Regions from separate parts of the Mus musculus genome. Here regions 1, 3, 4 and 5 are each linked to region 2. Evidence: chromatin contacts called from public Hi-C, HiChIP or PLAC-seq and promoter capture Hi-C data. All regions are on one chromosome and are shown on one strand. Each heading gives the region's core, a stretch centred on a gene start, on an enhancer-like site or on the middle of the called end of the contact. The rest is flanking DNA. Distances are from core to core; before and after follow the strand shown. Region 1 overlaps 9130019P16Rik (RIKEN cDNA 9130019P16 gene). Region 2 holds the start of Chn2 (chimerin 2). Region 3 overlaps 9130019P16Rik (RIKEN cDNA 9130019P16 gene). Region 4 has its middle 60 kb from the start of Tril. Region 5 holds the start of Wipf3 (WAS/WASL interacting protein family, member 3).

Region 1 (2,700 bases), core at 7-2,506, 330 kb before region 2:
AGCAGTTAACCAAGACTCATTTCCTCAGGAGTCCAGGGAAAGGAACGCAGCTAGTAATCTCTGTTTTCAATATTGTAGAGCAAGGTGACCGTCCTCTTCATTCAAGTAAGGAGTTCCCAACAACTTGAACCCCACCAAATCCACCTATACAAACCATTTCCCATGGCCAGTGGTGACTTTAAGTGGAGTGAAGATGTAGGCCTTGTCCTCCATGCCAGTCTAACAAAGGCCCAACCTAGCAAATGCCTCTCACTGCACAATGGGAGAGCAGATGTTTGTAATACGGGCTGGGGTCCTGGCAGGGCTGCTGGGCTGCAGGATGAAAGAGCCATTTCTGCTGCTGCTCCTTCTTCCAGGACAAGGCAGATGTCCTCACCTCAGGGGCCTAGAAGACTTTTGCACTCAGTCACAAAATGCAGGTCCCCAGGACGCCCGATGGTGACTAGAGGATTTTAGTAAGCATTCGTCACTGCTTGCCACACCCAGGCCAGCCTCGGCCCACCGGGTTGGTATTTGCTCCAGAGGCCACAAGACTGTATGAAGGGCCAGTTTTGCTGTCGTGGGTTTATGTGAGGCAGATCTGCTGTTTCAGTTTGACGAATTTCAATGACACATCATCAGAAGCAGTGAATGTTGTTTTGACTAGTCGTTTCATGGTGAACAGTGACATTTGGTTGAATTTATTCATCTCAGAATGCACTGGCTCTTCTTGCAGGTGAATATTTCTTTCACCATTGATGAAAAAACAAAGCTGAAAATGGTTCTTGGGCTCAGAAATATCAACACAGTCCCCTCTTGTAAAAACAAAGATGTGGAGGGGTACTGTCCTTGTTATGTATTAGACTGGAGATTATAGATTCAGTTTATGGGAACAGGGAGCCGGCTATCTATTAAAATGTGTCCAAATGTAAAAATGTGAAGTAATCGTCTATTGTTCTGGATACTCTGGTATTTACTCAAATCTTTGAGAGTAGCTGTTATTCGTGCAGAATTCTAACTTCCTAATCAGATAAGCTGCCGCTGTCCTTGGCTCCCATAATGTGTGCTGTGCAAGGAGTCTATCTTTGCAGCCAGATGATCTAAGTTCTCAGTTGTAACTCATCCTTCAGCTCCCACTCTGAGAGATTTATACACGTGCTGATTAAATAATACAATACTACAATGAGAAAGCGCCTCACAGGGCACAGTACCTGCTCTGGGAGAACTAGCGTCTGGCCCCGTGCTGAGGTGGTCTTACTCCAGCTTGCCACTAGGTGGTGTGTGTTCAGTAAGTTCATCATCCACTAAACTTCCAGGCATCAGCAATTTACTTTATCTCACCGCTCTCCCAAGTGTGCTGCACTAACTGCCTTCTGTTGAGTGTTCCTGGTAGTAAGTTAAGCCCAGGATTTTGAGATAAGTGATGGAGATTCCCATTGCTCTACTGACACAGCATACATTCTATCCAGACCTGCACAACGAGGAATACAGAAAGAAAGAGCAGTAATGAGGAAGGAGACAGGGAGGGAGGGAGGGAGGGAGGGAGCCTATGTAGGCTGAAGACCTGTGAGATCCAGGACAAAGCGCATGCCCAGTAACTGTTTTCCCCATCTAAGATACCCTCACTTCCCCTGCATTGCAGAGCTCAGCTAAGTGAGTGGCTGCTCCTGGGACACTGACAGGTCTGTTGAGCAGGTCAGGGTATTCTGCTGTGCGGATTTTCACTCTAATCATTCAGAGTGAGAAACCACTCATGAAACATGGGAACTCTCTCCCTCTCGCTCTCCCTCCCTCCCTATGGCCCTGTCTCCCTTCTGCTCTCCTTCTCTCTACCACCACCACCATCATCATCACCACTGGTGGTGTTGGTAGTGTGTGTGTGTGTGTGTGTGTGTGTGTGTGTACATGTCACAAAACTGAATTAGAGGTTACAGGACAACTATGTGGAGTCGCTTCTCTTCCACTATCCCATGAGTTCTGAGGCTGGTTTATAAAGGAAACCTCTCACCCACAGAGATCTCCCCCACTCCCAGATTGTAGAAAATTATAAAGCTTGAAGTAATTCAAGACAGGGCTATGTCTGGAAGGATGCAAACCAGAATTGTAGTTTCCTGTTGGGAGGTGAAAGGAGGGGAGCACCCTGTATTGGACAAGCTCCCCCAAATACCCATGAAGCTGCTTCTCAAAACTATGGAGGGAAGAAAAGATGAGCTGGGATATGCTTCGGGGCCTCTGCATCCTGCATCCCATCCACTCTATGATCCACATTGAGGTCCACAGGGAAGAAAGGTGGTTCCCATTTAAGCCATGCACACTCCTGCCTTTTCTATCCACAGAGTTCTTTCCCTAGGGTTGGGGCTGGGAAAGAGAAACATGGGGGAGGGGAGTTAGCATCTATGGCATGGGAAACAGAAGACAAAGGTGGAAGCAGAGCAGGGTTTCTACAAGCTTGCCACATGGAAAACGGCCTTAACTCAGCTCAGAAAAGGAAGCAGGAGTCTGCTGGGGGCTGGAGGCCATGTCCTGGGCCAGTGTGTGAACAGTCAGAGTGCCTCTCTGCTTCATCTAAGCATGGCCGGTGTCACTGCAGCACATGCTCATCTGTCACCAGACTGCAGAATGTCAACAGCAAATTTAATGTTTCTTATGGCACTGGAGTGCAGCAGTGTGTCTTGGTAGCCTTGGGGACATAGCAAATCTCTCCAAATCTCGGGTCTCCCA
Region 2 (2,700 bases), core at 147-2,646:
CACTGGTCACAGTCACCTTGTGTCTACAATCTGATTAGTTACACATCCATAGCTATGATTCCTTTTAATGCCTGCCTTCCTGCCAGTGCTGCATCTCTTCTCCACTCCGGATTTAATTTTTGGAGAATAAATAAAAGGAACTCAATTGTGGACACCATACAGTAGTAACACACTGAGCATTCCCACCAGGACTTGAAGACTGTTGTCTTGGACCCTTGAGTTCTGTATACCATGCCAAATGTCTTACCAGCCATCCCTTCAGGGTTTCTTATTAAAGTTTTCAGTGACCAAAGGGGTAGTAGAACTGTACCTAATGCATCAGTCTGATTAGAAACCTGTCATGTTCAGAAACCAGAGGGGCTGCCTCCATTGATTCTTATGCATTCACATTCATTATCATTTTTTTCTGTTCAATTAGACCTGCTGATCAACCATAGAAAAGCTTGAAAGCCCTTCTTTCACCCAGCCACATTTAACACTGAAAAAAAAAGAAGCCTTGAAAGTAAAATTACAGCCCCCACCGCCCCCCTCCCGCGCGCACACATGTTCTCTGTGTCTGTCTCACAGTCTCTCTGTCTCTGTCTGTCCCTACACACACACACACACACACACACACACACACACACTCACACACACACACTAAACACGCCAGGAGTCAGAGGCTGGGCTCAACCTCCATTCCACTATCCCACTTCAGTCAGATGAGCAAGACACATTTTCGTCCTGGCTGCTCTCTCAAACCCATACCCCAAGCGAGTGTCTCCAAGGAGCTAATTTCTGAAACAAACAAAGAAATCCGAGTCTGCAAGGAGCTGGGGTTTGCACCCTTCTTTGGCTCTGAGTATCCAAGGTTTCTGGCACCAAGGCAGACAGGTCCCGAGCCCAGCTGTGCCCTCAGCTTCCCTGCGCCTTCTGCCCCTGTTCCAGCTGTGCAGAAAGTGCAAGGCTGCTGGCAGCTACTGCTCGCCAGGAGCCCCAGACTCCAGGTCCGCACGCCTAGGACACCACCGAGTCCCACCACTACACTGTCACCGCTCAGACGCAAAGGTGTTGACCACCTTAACAAGTGTCCCAGTGACGCTCGTGTCCCGCGCCACGCTCTCCTAGAGCGGGAGGGACGGCCACAGGTAGACTCTCCATCCCAGCACGGGCGCCCGCGCGCTGAAACTCACCAGAGGACACGGAGGAGCCGGACAGACTAGAGTTGCTGGATGCTGCCATCTCGGCGCCGCGCGTCACCGCTCTCTCAGTCCTGGTGCGGGCGGCGTCGCCGCTGCCCTCGGCCGGCTGCTCGCAGCCCGCGCGGCCCCCAGCCCATGGCAAAGTCCTGGGGACGCGCGGGAAGCACCGGCCTCCGGACTCTGCCTGTACTTCCTGCTCCGCCAGATGACGCGCTGCCGCCGCCGCTATTTATTCGTGCTCGCCGTCCCTCTCGGCGCCTGGGCGCACTCCGCTGCGGGCGTCGAGGTGGCAGGGGCACAGCGAGGCCAAGGCGGCCGGCCAGGAGGATGGGACCACCTCTCTCGGCGTCCCCGCTGTCCCCGCCGCGGGCCCGCTCCCTGCGCGCGACTGGAACCTGGGCGCCCTTCGGCTCCCGGCACTGACTCTAGGGATCCAGCCTCTCCCGCCGCCGCACTTCGAGCGGCCCGGGCAAAGGCGGGGGAGACAGATAGACAGCGACCTCCCCCTTCTCCCTCCTCCCCAACTCGGCTCGCGCGCGCACACAAAGGAAGGAGAGGAACGCCGGCGCTCCGGGCTGAATCCGCTCGGCCGGCTTGACAGCTCCTGCAACCCTGGCTGCAGGGGGAGGCTGCAGACCAAGGGGTGGAGACCATCAGGACTCGGAGCCTGCCCCGAGGTGTTGGGCACGCCGCCAGGGACGCGAGGCGGGCCGGGCAGCAGTGTACAGTGCTGCTTCCCGAATTAGAAGGGGATGGAGGGGTCGTAGGAGGAAGGTGGTGGGACTGGCAGCAAGCTCTAGGTTTGGATCAGCCACACAGCTCGGGGGAGGGGGTGCAGGGGTGGGGGTACTTCCAGAAGGAGAAGACAAGGTCTCTAAGGATTACGTGCGGGTTTGGAGCAGGCCAGGATGCCACCAAGGCTGGGAAGCGCCCTTCCCATCACCCTTTAATTTGTCCTTTGTTGGTCAGGAACCGAAGGTCCCTGCCCTGCCACAAGAAGCGTCTCCTAAAGCAGAGAGAGCTGATCTAGCTACACTTAAGTACCCCAGACACTGGCAGGGACAGTGCCCCCAAAGTCCACTATGCTTCTGAGACCGGTGCTAAAAGAAATAGAGACATCCCAAAGGTGGCATCGGTCTTACACAAAGAAAGTGGTTCTCTGCCCCTTGGTAGGATCTTCACAAAAGACTGACTCTGCAGCAGGTGCGACTGAATCCTTTAAGGATAAGGAATTGCCTAGGTGTACCGGAGAAAGGGACTGGAGCCGGTGTGTGCCATCCTCCTGTATTTAAACCTAAATTAATTTTACTGGAAGGAAATGTCATGCAGATATATATTTTTTAAAATCCGTTTCACGCTCCCAGCAGGGTAATCGGTTCTTTCATTCCTAAAGCTACAGAAAAACTGTGAAATTTGAACAGAAATTGTTAGATCAAAGGGAAAAAAAGCAAACATTAAAGGAATGAAAGTACTCTCATTATAGAGCAAAACGGAAAGTGTTCTCATTGGGAGCGGCACG
Region 3 (2,700 bases), core at 82-2,581, 350 kb before region 2:
AAAGGGAAGTCTTCTTGGATTAGGATAGGCCCTATACCCAATGAGTGATATTCCTAAGAACACAGGCATTGGTACGCAGAGGAGAGCGCCAGGAGGAAGGCCATGTGAAAAGACAGTCATTTAGTTACAAGTGAGCAGACACCTGGGTTTGTGGGCAGCTGGCAGGCATTTGAAAGAGGTCTGGAAAAATTCCTCATAGAGGCAGGCCCTCCTCACACTCTGATCTGGGCCTCCTAGCTTCCACATCTGTGAAACACATTTCTTGTTTTACATTGCACAGTTTGGGGCCCTTTGTGATAGAGGCCTTAACCAGCAGACACACCCTAGTTCACTTGCCCTCAGTGCTGGTGTTGCTGCTGCCTGCAGACAATGGGTTCCATTCTTGGTTCCCCGCTGCAACCAGATCACTGCCCTTGCAGGTAGCTCCTCTTGGCCAGGACTTCAAAGGCTCTGTTCCCCAGATTTATCTTCGATGTGGCTCTTCTGGTCAAAGGAAATCTGTGTCCTCCTCTCCCACGTCCACTCCGAGAGCTTAACAGGCTCATTTCAGTGCAGGAGGGCTCCCCGACTCATCCACAAAGAAATTATTTTCCTGGATTTTTTTTTTTCACTCCAAGCTCCTGGTTGTAAGTTAAGTTAGCTTGTCATTAGCTCTGACCTCTCATTGATTAGAGAGCATGCAACAGGTCAAGGCCATTCTGGTGCTCAGCAGTGGATAATAGGCATGCTCCTGTCTCCGGAAATTTCTTCCAGTGATGTTTTAGAACTCTTCTCCCTACCCTGGCCTTTCACATCCTTAATATGTTTGTGAGTCTAAGAGCCTAGGAAGGGGTGTGGACCAGTGGGCAGTTCCCCTGGTTAGTCCTTCCGAGTAGCTGGCTTGTAGCCCATAAAGTCCTTCCTGCATTGAAGGTGTTCTTTTCTTCAGTGAGCATCACCACACTGTACATTGTAAAATCACTTTGTTTCACTGAACCATGTGTCCCTGGAGGTCCTTCTGGGACTCTGCACTCCTCCAGTTGAAGGCTTCACTGAACTCCCTGAGAAAGTTTTTTCCACCTTTATTTTATCAGCAACACTCTGATTCTCTTAATGTTTAGTGTGTGTGTGTGTTGCAAGCAATATGAAACTGACATCTCAATTTGTATGTGCAGTTGTTTCTCTGCATTAGAAAAAGACTGAATTGCCTAGTTATAAGCTACTGGCCTAAACCTTTTAATTCATTCTGCCCATTGCTCTGTGGCTGGCTTGGCCCCTTGAGCTTCCCTTTGCAGTGGGGTTAGACAGTTCTTGGAGTTTGCCTCCAGACATTCGGTTACTCAGAGCTTTCTGTGCTTTTTGAGCAGCCAGCCAATTCTCCCGCCCCTGCCTCCCTCTCACTTCGGTAGTGCAGGGAACATAGGCTTCAGCCCCTGCATCTGGATTTTTACATGGATTCTGAGACCCAACTCGGGTCATCAGACTTGCAAGACCATCCTTCTGCCTCCTAAGTCTTTCCCCTGTTCCTCCTTCAACTTACTGTATATTCTGTAAGGCAGAAATCAGGAAGCTGAAAACACAAGCTAGCAGATCCCTCTATTTTCGTGTCTTACCGCCTGTTATGTTGTGAATGCCGATTAGATCCCACAAACAGGATGTAGGCATTGGAAACTAGATGGTGGAAACTGGGCAGGGGCATCTTTTAGTTGCCTTTTTATGGACCCAGATCAGGCATAGGCATAAGTGGAGTTTGTTTCCTTCCCACCCTGGAAGTGGTCCAGTGTTCATTCTCCAGACCTGTGAGTGGCATGCAGTCATGCAGGAGCCATGGAATCGCGGCCCACTGACTCCTGTTTGGTCCTGCACCTCAGTTGGGAGGCCTTTTTCCCCCCTTATACTCAGGACTTCCAAGATAAGCGTCTTGATCTCTTGGTTTTGTACCTTTTTAGTTGGAATAGGTGTGGCAGGGTTCCAGACCGCTCAGTTCTACAGCATTCTGGGGTCATTCGTGGGAGTCTACCATATGGCCTCAGTCAGTTTCTCTGTATTAAGTCCCCTTCCACATACAGTCCCTAGGTGTGGTTTGCTTTCTCTTTCTGTATTGACTTGGCAGATGCAGGCTTGCCACATTGCTTCCCATTCTCAGTGATAGACAGGAACCCTGTTTAACCTTAGTTGCTGGTCTCAGCTTTCCTGTGGGTAGATCAGGTTGGTAAAGTTTTGGTATTCAGCACAAGAGATTTTTAATACACACACACACACACACACACACATCTGCACCCACAATGTAACAGGTAGTAAGGCATGAAAATAGAGGGATTTGTTTGCTTGTTTTTTTTAAACTTCCTCAACTTGCTGATTTCTGCTGTATATATAGTATACATATAACACACACACACACACACACACACACACACACACACACACACACACGAACTGACAACTGGAAGAGGGAAATCCTAAGTTGAAAGAGATCTCAGACTAAGAGGTCTATATCCTGCCTCTGGCCACGGCTCTACCCTGTTCTAGTCAAATGACCTTCAGTAAACTCCCTTTCTTGGGACTGAGTTTCTTTCTCTTTGAAATAATGAATTCCAGCTGTCTTCCAAAGCTGATTTTAGCTCAAAGACTCTGTTCCTACAAGGTCATTGTGTGTGATATTCATCAGAGGGCTTGGTGCTATATAACCTCACCCATCGAAGCAGCAGCATCCTTGCAAAT
Region 4 (2,700 bases), core at 148-2,647, 280 kb after region 2:
TGTTTTAATTCTGATAAATGCTATCAGTCTCTGTGAGTGTGTGTGTGTGTTGTTGTTGTTATTGGTGGTGTGTGTGTAGATGTGGTGGTGGTGGTAGTGGTGTGGTGGTGGTGGTGACGGTGATGGTGTATATGTGCGTGTTTGTGTATGTGTTATTGGTGGTGGTAGTGTTGGAGGTGCATGGGCAGATTTGGTGATGGTGGAGGTGATAGTGATGGTGATGATACTGACGGTGTGTGTGTGTGTGTGTGTGTGTGTCTGTGTGGGTCCATCCCACAGTTTAGCTGTAGAGAACTTTCCCTTTATTCTGCCTGTGTGCTTCATATCCCTTTCTCCTTTTAGTCTAAGTGATAAATTTGACCTTCTTGCAGATTTGACTTTTTTGACTTAGCATTGTCCTCAGGTGTATTTTTGCACATTTGTGTTCCATTTCTATTTCCTCCTCTTGGACCACGTGCCTGTTTTCCCCCTGATGGCTCCTCCCTCCTTCAAACTGAGCATTTCCCCTGGCTCCGGGTGGAGCCCACCATTTGCACAGATATTCTCCAAATCCTGCCTCCTTGTGCTTTAGGGACAGGTCAACCTCCAAAGCATTTTTATAACCCCTTTGCTGCGATGGCTCTGGGCTTCAAAGCACAGGAGGTCTATCTCTCCCCAGATGGATGTGAGCACTGGATGCCGGTTCTGCTTGCCTCTCTCCAGGCTTCCCTCAGTGATGCTGGCCCTCAGCTCAGTGTCTACAACCAGGCTTCTTTAAGGCAGCCTTAGCTTGCCCTCATTTCTTCTGCCTTTCTCTAGATTCTTGTGAAATCCTGTGGTGATAAAGAGGTTCTGTGCTGCTCTTTGAAGTATGGCCGTCTCTTGCAGAGGCTGGCTTCATCTGGGCAATATGGGAAGACTTGGTGCAGCTGGGAATGCGTTTTTCATTTAGCCAAAGGGATGCTTTTGGCATCTATGGAACTAGAAGGCCCTTATTCATCTTTTGGGTTTATATATTTTCTTAAAGGTTGCGATTTGCATTTCTGTTCTCTATCTCCTTTTGCATTGCTGTCTGAGAAATGCAAAACCCGTGGGGGAAAGTAGGCCTGGCTTTGGGGAGATTTCAAATGCAGCTCTCCTTTGTGTCACTGGAGGCGGCCCCAGTCCTTCCCGCCAAGGCCAACTGCCTGCAGGGTAATGGATTATCTTCCTCTCTGCAGACTCCACGGGAGATGTTCTCAACGGTTTATGCATTCTGGCCTGAAAACACTCCCTGCAGAAGGGAGAATTCTTCCTGTGTTCCCCAGCAGAGGTCCCTGGGGACTGAATCTGGCTCGCAGTGTAAACCCCATGTGCTATAAAGAGAAGATCAAGGGCAGATTTGGCACTAAGTGGTTGTTCCAAAGTTTCCAACTGGTCTAAGCTTTCAAAGACAAAGAGTGAGGAGTTGTGGTTGCTTTCACCTTGGGGAATACTTACAGGAGGTGTCTAAACACGCCTCAAAATGCCCGGATCTTAGCAGAAGGGAAGAGATCAGTAAACCTGTAAACAAAAAAGGTGACTGGTTCTGCTTTGGGATAAAAAAAAATAGGAAGGGGGAAGTGGAGGGGTTTACTCACAGGAGGAATAGGTTATTTGGGTGTTGAGCTTTTGTTTAGACCTCTGTCAGTGGCACCTTCAGCAATTGAAGCAAGAGATAAGTTTGTTAAATGTGTAATATATAAGGGAAATCAGCAAGAAAAACATGTGTGTGTGTGTGGGAGGTCCAAAGAGACAGAAACAAGTTTAAATTAAGAGAGAGGAGGGAGGGAGGGAGAGAGAGAGAGAAAAGAGAGAAAGAGAACAAAGAGAAAGAGAAACTGGGGGGCCAGAGAGAGAGAATGAATAAAAAGGAAGGAAATGGATGATAAGGAAGAGAAGGGAAAGGATGAGGGGGGCAAGCCCTCTGAGGTGAGTGGGTTATGGTGTTTGAAAACATCCTCAAGAGCAAAGCCAGCAGGCAGCTTCCTCACAGATGCCTCCTGGTTGTTGCCCAGAGCTTTAAGGACTGAAGGGTAGCAAACCCTCCACATTCCTGGTCACACTAAGCTTTGCTTTGAAATCCCTAAGGAGGCCTACAACTTGGGGGTTGAGGTGACAAAGGGCAGACTGAGGGAATTATTTATTTCCCTCTTTGCCATCTGGGCATCCTCATTAATTGAGTGGATTCATTTGGTGCCGGTTTCTGCTCCCTTCAGAGTTCTGGTCAGGAAAATTAAGAATCATGATTCTAACGGCTCACGTGGTCTGTGAGTCATGGCAGGATGCTTTAGTGCTCTGGCCTTCCCAGTTTGCTATGTTTTGATTTGCTGAGTTCTTTCTTCCTCTTTTGTGCAGTTTACTTATTATAATTATTAATGAGGAAACAGAAAAGTGGCTATTCAGTTGAACTTTAGGGAGCAGGACGTGATAAACAGTCTCTGTCTAGGATCTAACATTTGCCCCTAAATACAGTAATTATTAGGTTGCTTGATGATATGCTGGGTTTTACAAGGCTCTTATTAGGGAAAGAAAAAGAACATAATAAATCCACTAATGTGGGTAATGACTGGTATGGAAATTGAAAATGGTTCAAAATTAACCCACTCCTTTTTTCCACCTTCTAAATACCCCCCTGGGTCCTAATATTATTCATCACATAAATATACTTGCTCTTCATTTCAGCTAGTCCTTCCCTGCCAA
Region 5 (2,700 bases), core at 97-2,596, 390 kb before region 2:
TAATACTAACTGGCAGCAAGAAACCCTCTCCTGGCCCTCTCTGAGGTGACGAAGGCAAAGACAGTGAGGCACACAAGCTTTTAAAGTCACACAAGTCTGCCCAACAAATGCTCTCACTTACATCCAAGGACCCCAGGCACAGAAGAGGAATACCACTGTCCCACTGGAAACTTTCCTCAGAGAGTCCCCAGACTGTGTGTGTGTCAGAGATACTTCTGGTTTTTCCTGAGGCCATTAGACAGGCTTCCTGGGTTTCTGGGCAGAACATCTACCCAACTCAGGTTCTCACACTCATGGCAGACACTCCAAGCACACAGAAGACATTGTTTCCACAGGGGAATGGATGCCTGGCATCCTACAGGAGAGCGTGTTCTTCTCCCAAGCTTGCTCCCCGTGAGCTCCTGGCTAGGTATCCGGGGGAATGGCCACAATTACCCAGTCCCGCACACCTCCAAAGGACTTTAAAGGCCATTTGTGGCCAGATGTAAATGGCTAGAGATAATGGATAGACAGACACATACACTCTCTGGCTCCTGACCTAGGCAGGCTTACAGATAAGCCTCGGGGAGTCAGGACTCAGCTCCTGGCCCGACTCTGTCACCAGGAACTGTGTGACCTTGGATAAGTCACTTTTTCCCTCAGGAATTGGCTTTCTTTCTGGGAAATGGTCCAGTATCCTCAGTCCTTGTCTGATTGTGCAGGTTCCCAGATCTCTCCTAATCGCCAGGGACCCTTCCTTAACATCCCCAACACAAGCAAGATCCGCCCTTTTGTTCTCAGGGGAGGGGTGGGGGGTGACGTGGGGGAAGGGAAGCAGAGCCCCCTTGGGGCATCAGACTAAGAGGCCTCCGTGCCAGAAGCTGATAACGGAAGAGTGCTGTCCTGGGAGGTCACCAGGGAGCCCTGAGGTGACCTGGTGTAGCCATGGTCCCTTTCCGACCCGTGGCGGGCAGGGAGCGAGTGGTTGCCGCTAGGGCTGCACGGAGCAGCTCCCAGACGTAGTCGCGGCTGGGGACTACAGTTTGGAGAGGGTCCTGGGCACTCTCACTCACCCAGCGTCTTTGACAACGCGGGAGGCCACTCTACCTCGGGACTGTCCCCAATACCCTCCGCGACAACCCCAATCGGCCACTTACTTAACCCAGGGCCCGGACGCGAGCAGAGCAGCTACCTGCAGCTGGCCGTAACCCGGCCGACTGGACTTTAGCTGGCGCCTCCGTCCCCGCTGTCCCCGTCGTCTCCGTCGTCCCCGTCGTCTCCGTCGTCCCCGTCGCCTCGAGGATCCCGGCTGGGCTGCAGACAGTGCCTGGCGTTGCTTCTGCGCGCCCGGCTAAGCTGGACTCTGCGCTCCTCGCTCGCTCCCAGCCGGGCTTAAGCGCTGCCGGGACGCGGAGGCGGAGCCGCCGCCCCCACCTGCTCCTGGCGGCCGCCCTGGAGCCTCGCCGCCCAGCGCACGGGGACGCGGTCCAGAGGGCGGGGTCGCTCTGGCACCCAGGAGGCGGTCCTGGCTGCGCGGCGGCGCAGCTCCCAGGTACAGAGTCCCGAGTGTGAGCCACGGGGACAATGGGGCCAAGGGCTGGAGTTCCCCTGCACGCCACCTCGTCTATATATTACAAACATTTCTGAGCCCTCGCTAAGCCCCAGACAGCGCGTATATGCAAGGGGACAAAAGGAGAATGGGACAGCCGGTTGTCCCGATGAGCACAAGCAGGTACTTACAATACGGAGCCAAGAGAACATCCAACGTGTACAAAGCAGAGGGACACCCAATTCAGACCTGGGCTTGAGAGGCAGGGGTGGGTGTGTGGGTGGAGAGAGCTGGGGGGCGGGAGGGGGAGGTAGAGAAGCTTGCTCTCAGAGATAGGTGAGCACAAAATATCCTGGTAACACAGGGAGGTAAGTAGCTTCCGGTGGGGCAGAAGTGGGAAGAAGGCAGTTTGAAATCTAGAGTGAAGCGAGTCTGTCCCATTTCCCTGTCCGGCTGTCCAGAGCTTGGAGAATGCTGGAGATTTATGCCTGAGGCTCCTGTGTACACTCAGCTGCTCCAAGTGCAGCAATTCAGGCTGGCATTTCCTGCCTCTCACATCTTAGGCATACTTGTGTTCTGGTTCGAAAAGGAAGGAAAGCTCAATTTGCAGAGAAGAATTATTTCCATGGCCATGTAGAAATCCCACCAGGTCTTCTACGGAGCCCCAAAGCACAAACTAGTTGCATGGCCAGTCATTTATCTTACAAGCTGGGCGGTTTCTGGAGGATATACTAATTCAGCTTTTTAAATGCTTGATTCAAAGTGATGGTGTCTGCAGAGTGGGGCTATTTGGGGCTGAAAACATCATGAAGTTGTTGTGTTCAAGAACCCAGTGTCTCATGGCACAAGTGGTCCTTCTTGCATCCTTTTTCTCTGGACATTGCAACAGGATTCAGTCTCTGGGAGCCACGTTCCAAATACCTAAGCCGCTCTCCCCATCGTCTCTATGGACAGAATCCAGAGTGATGACCAGTTAAAGACTAAAGACTATAGTGCCAGTGCCTTTCCTGATCACCGAGACTTTCTTAGCACACTAGCTGAGTTCAATTCCCAGTACTACCAAAAGAAAACAAAGCAAAGCCCCTCAAACAACAACAACAACAACCATAATAAACCTTATCAAAGTTAATATAGTAGGAATAGATGAGATAGCTTGGCTAGTAAAGGCACTT

Evidence for each region. Promoter capture Hi-C pulls out the DNA fragments that hold promoters and counts their contacts. A called contact is a pair of places that touch in the nucleus more often than the background predicts. HiChIP or PLAC-seq counts read pairs in DNA pulled down with a chosen protein or histone mark.
Region 1: a contact with region 2 is called in a Hi-C map of the C2C12 cell line, with 3 times the contacts expected there. The contact joins the enhancer-like site here to the promoter of Chn2 in region 2. A contact is called at or near these places in 12 of 39 promoter capture datasets (the 3T3-L1 cell line, cranial neural crest, embryonic stem cells and 5 more), 22 of 484 Hi-C or Micro-C datasets (3T3-L1-derived adipocytes, the Ba/F3 cell line, the C2C12 cell line and 15 more) and 3 of 115 datasets of contacts at active chromatin or transcription factors (extraembryonic endoderm stem cells, neural tube and pancreatic cancer cells).
Region 3: a Hi-C map of cerebral cortex shows a contact between it and region 2, with 2.9 times the contacts expected there. The contact joins the enhancer-like site here to the promoter of Chn2 in region 2. A contact is called at or near these places in 4 of 39 promoter capture datasets (embryonic stem cells, frontonasal cranial neural crest and hippocampal neurons) and 8 of 484 Hi-C or Micro-C datasets (3T3-L1-derived adipocytes, cardiomyocytes, cerebral cortex and 4 more).
Region 4: an H3K4me3 HiChIP or PLAC-seq map of embryonic midbrain shows a contact between it and region 2, with 5 times the contacts expected there. The contact joins the enhancer-like site here to the promoter of Chn2 in region 2. A contact is called at or near these places in 11 of 39 promoter capture datasets (the 3T3-L1 cell line, the HPC-7 cell line, cranial neural crest and 7 more), 5 of 484 Hi-C or Micro-C datasets (the AML12 cell line and embryonic stem cells), 8 of 115 datasets of contacts at active chromatin or transcription factors (embryonic basal ganglia, embryonic forebrain, embryonic hindbrain and 4 more) and 1 of 9 other capture datasets (pancreatic islet).
Region 5: a contact with region 2 is called in a promoter capture Hi-C map of stem cell-derived epiblast-like cells, with 2.4 times the contacts expected there. The contact joins the promoter of Wipf3 here to the promoter of Chn2 in region 2. A contact is called at or near these places in 4 of 39 promoter capture datasets (embryonic stem cells, liver and stem cell-derived epiblast-like cells) and 1 of 115 datasets of contacts at active chromatin or transcription factors (pancreatic cancer cells).

The regions. Positions count from the first base shown.
Region 1 is chr6:54,366,842-54,369,541 of GRCm38.p6, reverse strand. The region is part of intron 3 of 9130019P16Rik (RIKEN cDNA 9130019P16 gene); the gene reads left to right. Among named protein-coding and RNA genes, the nearest start is that of Prr15, 41 kb to the right of the region's middle. Within about 2 kb of position 1,256, at least 14 of the 459 cell types and tissues checked have an H3K27ac peak or open chromatin away from gene starts, as enhancers often do. A contact at or near this core is called in the C2C12 cell line, the N1E-115 cell line and pancreatic cancer cells, where this site is marked.
Region 2 is chr6:54,038,628-54,041,327 of GRCm38.p6, reverse strand. Chn2 (chimerin 2) reads right to left here and starts at 1,396. Exons shown (of 13, transcript NM_001163640.1): 1 at 1,173-1,396. The coding sequence starts at 1,221.
Region 3 is chr6:54,386,637-54,389,336 of GRCm38.p6, reverse strand. All of the region lies in intron 3 of 9130019P16Rik (RIKEN cDNA 9130019P16 gene), which reads left to right. Among named protein-coding and RNA genes, the nearest start is that of Wipf3, 42 kb to the left of the region's middle. Within about 2 kb of position 1,331, at least 22 of the 459 cell types and tissues checked have an H3K27ac peak or open chromatin away from gene starts, as enhancers often do. A contact at or near this core is called in cerebral cortex and uterus, where this site is marked.
Region 4 is chr6:53,759,403-53,762,102 of GRCm38.p6, reverse strand. No RefSeq gene overlaps it. Among named protein-coding and RNA genes, the nearest start is that of Tril, 60 kb to the left of the region's middle. Within about 2 kb of position 1,397, at least 54 of the 459 cell types and tissues checked have an H3K27ac peak or open chromatin away from gene starts, as enhancers often do. A contact at or near this core is called in pre-B cells and stem cell-derived neural progenitor cells, where this site is marked.
Region 5 is chr6:54,428,332-54,431,031 of GRCm38.p6, reverse strand. Wipf3 (WAS/WASL interacting protein family, member 3) reads right to left here and starts at 1,346. Exons shown (of 9, transcript NM_001167860.2): 1 at 1,172-1,346. 9130019P16Rik (RIKEN cDNA 9130019P16 gene) reads left to right here and starts at 811. Exons shown (of 14, transcript NR_033635.1): 1 at 811-1,711.